Linked DNA regions of Anser cygnoides: region 1 is linked to region 2. A link is a contact called in public Hi-C data. All regions are on one chromosome and are shown on one strand. The core of a region is the stretch at or near the end of the contact, and the rest is flanking DNA. Distances in the headings are between cores, read along the strand shown.

The links. Hi-C and Micro-C count contacts between places; a contact is called where the count stands out from the background.
Region 1: a Hi-C map of liver shows a contact between it and region 2, with 2.7 times the contacts expected there. The contact joins the enhancer-like site here to the promoter of THUMPD1 in region 2. A contact is called at or near these places in 2 of 7 Hi-C or Micro-C datasets (both in liver).

What each region holds. Positions count from the first base shown.
Region 1 is chr15:8,483,862-8,488,811 of Taihu_goose_T2T_genome, forward strand. The region is part of intron 13 of LOC106033474 (acyl-coenzyme A synthetase ACSM4, mitochondrial-like); the gene reads right to left. Among named protein-coding and RNA genes, the nearest start is that of PDILT, 14 kb to the left of the region's middle. Within about 2 kb of position 3,065, at least 1 of the 3 cell types and tissues checked has open chromatin away from gene starts, as enhancers often do. A contact at or near this core is called in liver, where this site is marked.
Region 2 is chr15:8,398,807-8,403,462 of Taihu_goose_T2T_genome, forward strand. It overlaps THUMPD1 (THUMP domain containing 1), which reads left to right and starts at 3,067. Exons shown (of 4, transcript XM_013177037.3): 1 at 3,067-3,279; 2 at 3,526-3,706; 3 at 4,058-4,306. The coding sequence starts at 3,067. LOC106033473 (acyl-coenzyme A synthetase ACSM3, mitochondrial-like) reads right to left here and starts at 3,515. Exons shown (of 17, transcript XM_066977938.1): 1 at 3,497-3,515; 2 at 2,451-2,563; 3 at 760-810.

The DNA.
Region 1 (4,950 bases), core at 1,815-4,314, 85 kb after region 2:
GCCTATACAGTAGAAGACCACAAATGGTCACCGTGCCTGGCAATGTCCTTTGGCACTTTAACCACCTTTAGCCCTTTAGGAATCGAGGCTCACCTGTCTTAAGTTTCTCCACTGGAAGCACATGAGGGCATTCAAGGTCCCTGCAGTGTCCCAGTCCCTTCCTGAGGTCAGTCCCACCACCCGGCCAGCTGGTTAGGTGGCAAACTGCAAGCATGGGAAAACCCACAGCATGTGTGTGCTCTACTTTCCTAAGCTTCATGAAGATATTTTTGACGATTCAAATATTCAAATTTACTTTTTGCCTCAAATTCTTTGGCAAAATGTTTTCATTTCTTACATTTCAAAAGACACTAAAGATAGCAATATCTAAAACTGGAAACTAGCTTAAGTCATGAGAGCAGATCTGAGAAATGCAGCTCACTCCTTCACTTCTAATTGTGAACCACAGCTGAGCTATTATTTAAAGCAAAATTCTTCTTCGAAGATGCCAAGTACTATTTAATTCTCCTGCTTTAAGGACAGAACAAGTTTTTCATAGAACTGCAACACCATGAGGTCAAATCGAAGTCTCACTTAGCAGCAACAACAAACCTCAGGATCCCTGATACCAGGGTGCTGGTTCAGAAGAGATCAGCCTCTTTGCCACCAGCATCAGCTCCCATCCCAGCTGGGCAGCGTGGGATGCAGTTAACACCAGGTGCTTCTCAGCACCCTTGTCATTTACAAAATCAAACATCACACAAACAGTTCTAGCACTAAGCATGCCAAAGCTCTTTTAATTATACACAAATGAAGAGGTCAGTTCTCTTGTGCACCTCAAACAAGCTCTCTGGGACGCTGCCAGTAGGGCCCTGCACAAAGTAAACGTGCTCACTGCTGGACATGGGCATTCACTAACGAACAGAAGCCCTTACCTGATATCCTGGGAGATCAGATTAGAGAGTGAATGAGACAAACTGAATCCAGAAGAGGACGTGTCAGCGTGCCTTCCCTTTGCTGCTCTCAGCATGATGAAATTTGAATGGCAAGCAGCGTCACCAATATATTTTGAACAACTATTAAACACAGAAAGCTATAATCTTTTAATTAGTTTATCCACAGAAAAACACAGCAAGCAATGTTCAGCACCACTCTATCTGGCAGATTGGTTTACCATTCAAGATAATGAAAAAATATTAATTTTCACTGCTCCTACCCACTGTATGTGAGACTCAATCCAGAAGCTGCTATCTATCCTATTATAAGGTGCATGATGACATATTAATGAAAACATGTGCCATCTTGGCAAATGATGGTCTCATTTCTATTCCAGCCACTCAGATGTTGTATAAAGACAAGGGGCCAAGTGCAGACTCACCTGCCGTGCCCTGGTGCATGGCAAGAGGTACAAATCTACTTGATGGAGCATCTGGTAAAAGTCTGCCTGTAAGACACGGTCCTCCTGCGGTGTGACGTCTGTCTTGTTCCCAGCTGGGCTGGGTTCCTCCGGCCCTGGACCACAGCAGGATGTGCCCTCAGTGCCCACAAGTGGCCTTGCCTGGTCATTTTCCATCTGACCCAAGACAGTTCCAAAATATTTTACTGGAACCAAAATTTAAACCAGATTCAGCTGACCCACTAACTCACTTCCCCTATGATGCCAACCTCTGCCAGTTTAATAAACAGAACTTGCACTGCCTCTATGGTGGCTCCTCAACTGGCACAAGCAGAACTGAGTCCCAGAAGTTTAAAACTGAATCACTTTCTCAAGCTTTACTAAGTTAAATGCTATTTTACTATAGACTAAACAGGAGAGCATTTCATCATAACTGTGCTCAGACATTCTAAAAATTATTTAAATCCATGCAAAAAAAATCAATGTTTATTAATCAAATTTGTTCCTGTAAATGAGTATCAGTGAGCACACAAATATCACTGGTTTTTAATCATTTGAAAAATTTCCGCATGCACACAAATAAGCCCTATCAATTAAAACTGACAGGACTAAGTAAAGAGATATCAATGTGCACCGTCTATAGAGCTCATTTAATCTGTAGCACCAAGATGGTTTGGAGCCGTGGAAACAAAACTCTCAGCCAGGAATCTTACTTATAAAGGCATTCAAAATCAGTGTGAGGCATAGCAAAGATTAATAAAAAAAAAAAAGGGGTGCATTGTGAACTGTCCCCAAGAAATGCTGACTTTATTTTTTTTAAAACACTAAATGGCTGCCTATTCAGCCCTAAAATACAAGTTTTGAACACCTTGCAGATGGCAATTCACCTCATTAAGTTCTTTTCTTAAATCCTAAGGAAGAAAAATATGGTTCAGAATTGACAATCATCCACAAACACTCAGATGCACAGTGAAAACAATCAGTCCTAAAGAGAACTGAATTATTCTTTTAGTCTCTACCACAGCTTCGTCCTAGCTTAAGTCCCCTGGAAGTACTCTCAGCGTGCATGCACATTTCTATCAAAACCAGCCTTCTGAACAGTCAGTGCAACTGTGCATTTGGATTAATCTCTTCTAATGTACAGTGGTTCTGTTTCTGTTGGTATGCTGTTGCCAGCTGAGCTAGGATGTTTGGGGACTAGTGTGACAAAGGCCAGGCAAAACTCTGCTGTTTCATTAATCTTGGAGGAGTCGGCTGTTTCACATGGCACACTACTGGATCCAGATGAACACACCTCCCCGCCGTGTCCTCAGCTACCAGGTTCACCTTGGAAAGTATTTGCTCTACGTGAAACATTAGCAGGGCTAGCACCACGCCAGATCTACTGCCCACTCCTGGCAGGACGAGGAGGGACGGGCTCCTGACCCACAGCCGACGGGCAGAAGCTACGCCGAAGCTGAGGGATTTACTGAACGGGGACCCCACGCTTCACAAGGCTGCATTTGTGCATCAGCGCTTACCCACCGTGCAGAGAACAAGCAACTAAGGCATCGTTTCCTCCACCTCCCCAGCAAGCCAGACCTTGCTGCATTTCATTTCAGCTCTCCTGGGCAAATACATGTTACCAATAGCTGCAGCCAGTGAATAATAAATATTAATAAAGCGTTTAATTGGAATCTTATTGAAAAGCACTTTCACCAGCACAGCTGGCAAGAGCCCCCTCGAACAAATGCTGTCTCCTTGCCAAGTACAGCATAGGTAGAATCGTAATTAGAGGCTACGGTATCCCCATGTGTAAACATCACTGCTCAAGCATGAGCTTTTCGAAGCATGTATTTAATAGACCGCGATAATGTGGGGCTTCTACCTAATTTTTCCTTCCCTGGCCTTGTTTTTGAGCAGGTGCTAAGTATTTCTCCTCTTCAGAGGCAAAGCTACCGGTTCATAAGCTGAGCTGCCTTCTTTATAGAGCTGGAGCAGGTTCTAGCTGGGAAGGTAGGATTTCTCCCTGCAGGACTGCCTAACCACTACCACACTGAGTGTAGCAGTCCCACAGCCCTCAGCGTTCACAGCCAGGAGCCAGGAGCCCAGGCTTCTCACCAAAGATGGGAATTTCACTTCCAGTCAATGTAGCTGGTTGTGGCTCTGGTCCTTACTTTACTGAGGCAAAAAGAGGCTTGGCTCCTTAACCCACGTCCTCTTAAGTTCATCTCTGTATTTTGCACTCCAAGTTCTGTGCACTACCACTTACTTCAGCACTGAGTTTGAACTCGTGCCTTTCTTGCTCAGATGCCTCCTGCAAGCATAAGGGGGGAAAAAAGCTCTGCTGAAGGTGAAGTGAAAATTCCCCGACTTCAGTGGACCAAGGCAACCACAGTTGCATGGAGGACTGGCCACATTGCAAAACCCTGTATTGCTGTTTTACACGGGCTATACAGCAGCAAGTGCCTCACAGAATACTTGGTTTTATGTGTGGCGACTACAGCTTTTGTAAGAGCTAAGGGTGGGATTTAACCACCTTCCCAGTCATGTTAACTATATGCCTCTATACTATTTTTTTCTAGTCCTTGATAATTTCCCATGTAATCCTTTATTAAGGCTCAGTGAAGGAAGAGACTTGGACACTTTAGTCCATACTTGATTGACGATCTTTGCTGTAAATCCCTCTGTTTATTTGCTCAGAAGAAACCCTTGAACTAAGATGCTGGCTGGCATAAGAATTAATCAGAACATTTCCTCAGAGGGCACATCAGGGTGGAAATGTGAAGAATGTGCTCCTAAGCAACCAGGGGACTTCGTACTGGGTGGGGAAGATGGGTTTTTGTTGAGTAGTCATTGCTGAAAGTGAACAGTAGTTTGTGATATGTGAAAAGAAAATCCATTTGGATAAACTAATGTCTTCATTTTGAAATTCATTTCATTTTGTGACCTGAAGTCTCTTCTTCCAGCTGACAGCCACTGTGGTTTTTGTTTTTGAATGATCAAATCTTTGCATACAAATTCTCATTCTTACTGGAATCGTCCAAAGGACTTTTCCAAATCCATTTATTCTTTTATAATCTGGTTCCTAGTAATGTATTCGAGCCTAGTATTGACAACATTTCAGTCATACAGGCCGATGAGAAATAAGGCGGTATGACTTCAGGAAGAAAAAAAATCACTGAGTGGTAAACAATACAAATTAAAGGCCATCATTCAGCACAAGATTTGGAAGTGTCAGAAAAGCAAACCAGGCAGAGCTTAAGTGAGTGAGCTGGCAAGTAAAAAGGACACGATAAGCCTAACTTTCCAGGAAGCCAGCGCAGCAAGTTTCTTCATTAGCAATGCCCAAAGCACATCTGACTGCTCCATTAATGCCACCTGCTGGTAAACAGCAAGATCTTGTTCTTCTGTGTTGACCCCCTGGGGGACTCGCTGACCTGGGGACAGAACACGAGCACCACAGGGTCAAAGATCATACTTGGAAGGGAAGAGACCTCATGGACAGCCCCCGTGAGGACCCTAAGGATCCCATCCCTGTATTCACATTACAGAAGTGTTCAATGAAGGTTCTACCAGATCATTCACATCCATAT
Region 2 (4,656 bases), core at 1,817-4,316:
AGCTCCAAGAGGGAGTAGAAAGTGAGAGTTTAAAATCTCTCCTATTTCTTTCTCCTCCCCTGCTCCCACTCACCAGCCCCTGGATAAAAACATACTTAAGACCTTGCTGCAACCAAATCACATCTGTTACATTCTGCCTAGGGCAACACAGGGAACAACAGCCTTATGATTAATTAATGGGCTGTGTGAGTACACTGCTGAGCAGGTAGCTTGGGGTACCTCAAGAAACCATAGCAGTTCAGCAATGATTGACAATGAGTATTGATTCCTGGGATGCTGCTGCTGGTGCCCTGACCAACTGTGTTAATGTGTACGCTAGAGACTTGCGAGGTTTTATAAGTGCTCTGCCTCATGTTCAGAGAACAAACAGTTAAGTTGTGCTCCAGCATTGCTGCCTCCTCTGCTCCTCTCCCACAGGAGAGATGGGAGGGAACATATGCCAACCCCTCTCTGTCCTGGCCACAGCAAGGCATCACTGCAGAGCCTGTCATCAATGTGGGCATGGCCATGGCATTGGTACATACTTTTGCCATTAGCCTCCGCTGCAAGGATGGCACTTGCCAGGGAGGTGGAGACAGCTGTAGCTTAAATTGAGGCACCAAGATTTTTTTGTAAGAGTTTGGCTGCTCAAGACCTAAGTCCTTCCTGCTGCATCTTCATTCTCTAAGGCCAGCAGAGAGATTGCTAACACCCATCAATGTGTTTGGAGCAAAACAGCCCTCTCAGTGCTGACCAGCAAGGGTGGCGCTGCAGTCTTACCTGGCATGTGCTTTTGCCTGCACTCCCTTCTGGGGTTCTGCCCATGTCAGTCTGTGACAAGCAGACAAAAAGGCAATGTTAACCAGCTCCCTGAAATGTTCATTGCAGCACAAAAAAAAAAAAAAGATTCAAAAGATTCCCCCAAACAACAAAGCTGCTCTCTACCTAGCAGTAAAGAAGGACCTGCAGTCTGCAGGAGCAACATTTTAAAAAGCTCTTTGAAATGCAAGCAACAAAATCCTCACAGAAGGCCAACAGCCTTAAAGGGATTCCCTACTCAGGTTGCATCACCCCAGAGGAGGCACAGAAGTAAACCAAACATGACAGCAACCAGCTTGTGATGTCAGTGAATGCGCCAGGAATACTTAGGAAGAAAAACCTTCCACAGTGACCAAAGTGTAAAAGAGGTGTAACTGTTTCTCTGTATTATTCTTTTGATAAAGCATAAAACTATTTTCCTGAGCACGGGCGGGTTTTTCCAAAGCCCTCAGCTCTCCTCACCACAGAAGCACCCTAGTTATGTTCTGCGTGGTGAATTGCATGTCCTCTGCACCGCTCACAGCTGCCTGCAGAAATCCTCCCTCCTGTGTGTCCTGGTTCCAGTTAGGACAGAGTTAATTTTCCTCCTAGTAGCTGGTAGGGTGCTATGTTTTGGATTAGGATGAGAAGAGCGCTGATAACATGCTGATGTTTTAATTGTTGCAGAGCAGTGTTTACACCAGGCCAAGGACTTTTCGGCTTCTCGCTCTGTCCTGCCAGCGAGCAGGCTGGGGGTGCAGCAGGAGCTGGGAGGGGACAGACCCAGGACAGCTGACCCAAACTGGCCAAAGGGGTATTCCATACCATCTGACGTCATGCTAAACAATATATAGGGGTGGCTATCCGGGGTGGGGGGCCGGCTGCTCGGGGATAGGCTGGGCATCGGTCAGCGGGTGGTGAGCAATTGCATTGTGCATCACTTGTTTTTTACATATTATTATTATTAATACTATTACCATTATCACTATTATTATTATTATTGTTATTATTATATTCCTGTCTTAATAAACTGTCTTTATCTCAACTCACCGGCTTCACTTTCCCGTTTCTCTCCCCCATCCCAGAGAGGGAGGGGGGAGGGTGAGCGAACGGCTGTGTGGTGTTTAGCTGCCAGCCGGGTTAAACCACAACACTGTGCCAGGCTGTCCCCACAGGCCCAGCTCCACAGACTATTGCTGCAACTCACCAGAACTTTGAGTCTTTCACACACCCCCAACCCAGCAAAGATTGCATGACTTTTAATTTACTTGTGATCAATAATCCCACCAAGGTATAACAATTGCTGTAGAGTTAAATGAGCCTCCAAGACTTTGCAGGAGCAAAGCTTTATATACAATGTAAATGTCATCTCCTGTTGCAGTTGTAACAGATAAATACTTCCATTCATTTATGAACTTTTTTCCCCTATTTTATCCTATGTGTAAATAACATGATAGTCCTGCCCCTAGTGCGGCCTCCTTAGCTCTGTCCTCTACCTGCTTTCACAAAATATCTTCATTTTTGATTGTCCAAAAAAGCTCAAGGGCTAACAGAGGGAGATGAGGCCCTCATGGACAGTAGTACACAGAAGCACCTTCCTTCAGAAACCAATGCTAAGTGGTGTGCATTTTTACTCTGGTAATACATTTTGAGTATTTCAAGGTTAAAATTACCTGTATGAGGAGTTTCTGTTTCAGCTGGCCCCTTTACACCATGAAAACTTCAGGAACTTGACAGGCCACTGAGGAAAGGGCCAAATAGCGGCTGTTCCTTCTGCTGGGGCGCACTCATCATGTGGAAGCAAAAAATAAAAAAAAAAAAAAAAAAAGCAGGACTGAAGCCAGCTGGCTCCATCGCTCTTGAGTGGCAGCCAGCCCACTCCCGGGCCCACCTTGCCTCCTAATTCCACAATCATTAACACAAACCGAGCCTTTAATCCCGGGACTGAATTTCCAAGCACAGAAAAAGCAACCAAGACGAGCGACTTTACTCAGCGCCGGGAGCTCAGGCTACCCTGCATAGCCGCGACGTTCCCGGGTGGCCGTCCCTCCCGAGGTAACCCACCCACCCTTTTCCGGGGGCTTTATTTATTTTTATCCCCCGGGAGCGCCGCCTGGCCTCCTGCAGCCCGGGACAGGGGGGCCTGTGGCGAGGCTCGGCCGTGAGGCGGCGCCGCATGGTGCCCCGGGCGGGGCGGCGCTGACGCCATCGCGGTGCGCGGCGGCGGCGGGGCTGGTGTCGGTGTCTGTGTGTCTGTCGGTCGGTCGGTCCCGGTCCCGGTCCCAGTCCATGGCCACAGCGGAGCCGGTGGCGGCGCGGAAGCGGCGGCCCAAGGGCCACTTCGCGGCGGCGAGGGCCAAGCGGCCCCGCGGCGGCGGGCGACAGCTGGAGGCCGGCATGCGCGGCATCCTCATCACCTGCAACATGAACGAGCGCAAGTGCGTGGGGGAGGCCTACAGCCTGCTCGGCGAGTACGGGGACCTGCTCTACGGGCCCGAGCAGGTGCGTGCGGGCTGCCCCGGCGGTGACGGGCGTTCCCCTCGGCGTGGTGGTGGTAAGGGCCTGCCTGGGGGGGAGCGGCGCAGCCTTTCTGTCCCTAGCTGCACCCCGCAGTGCCCCCCGGGGGTGTCGGCTTCCACAAGTGAAGCCCTGTGTAGCCCACCTGGTGATGTGGCCCCTGCCGGGTTTTAAGCTTTCAGCACTTTTGCCCTGTACTTACTGAAGTAGGGACGTGCTTTGTGTGAACAGTTTTCAGATCCCGAGGAGCGGCTCTCTGGAAGCGAGAGGGAAGAGGATGAAGACGACGTTGAGGCTGCCCTGAAGAAGGAGGTCGATCAGATCCGCACCTCGACGGAGCAGAAGCTGCGGCGGTTCCAGTCGGTGGAGAGCGGCGCCAACAACGTGGTCTTCATCAGGACCCGGGGCATAGGTGGGACACAGACACTGTATGGTGCTGCAGGGATATGCTTCTCTGAACAGCATCGGTTACAGGCCGCAGTGTGGCTGCCCAGGAGCTTGTGTATGCCAGACAAAGAGAGTTTCTCCTTCCCTTTAACCTTCCTGCTGAATTCTGTCATAAACAGAGTTGCTAAAAGTAGAGGAGTCTGCTTTGACAAAATGATCCTCAGGTATCCAGTTCTGGTGTATTAAAACAATTCTCCCCAGTAAACAATTTGAGGCGGACCGCAGTGCAGCTAAGCATGCATTTTCCTGGCTTATTAAAGGGGGGGGGGGGAAGCGCCTCCAGTTTGTTTCTCATACCTAGCTGTTTGTCTTTTAGAACCTGAAAACCTGGTGCACCATATATTAAAGGACATGCATGCCACTAAAAAGAAGAAAACAAGAGTCATTCTGCGCATGCTGCCCATTTCTGGAACTTGCAAGGCTTTTATGGAAGACATGAAAAAATACACGGAAACATTTTTTGAGCCCTGGTTTAAAGCCCCTAATAAGGGTACTTTCCAGATTGTTTACAAAGCTCGTAATAACAGTCATATGAGTAGGGAAGAAGTAATTAAGGAATTGGCAGGTATGTATAGATTTCACATAGAATGAAAACAAGTATAGAAGCAGCCACAATTGTGTGGATAACAGCCTAAGTCAGACTACTAAAAGAAAAGTTGTCTAAATGGGCATACGTATTTGTTGCTTAAAATCTGTATGTTGAATTACAAAAACTTCTCTGTGACTGTGAATACAACTTGATATCAGTGTGCCTTGTTGGTGTTGATGTCTTAAGAGGTGATGAGCAGAATAGCGTACAGTATTGAATTTAATTTGGCATGTTAGTTTCACATACTTTGAAAGGACTGCTATCAGGCATTTTCTCTGAATGCTATATTGAAATAAGATATTGCTATTTCCATTGAACGTACGACT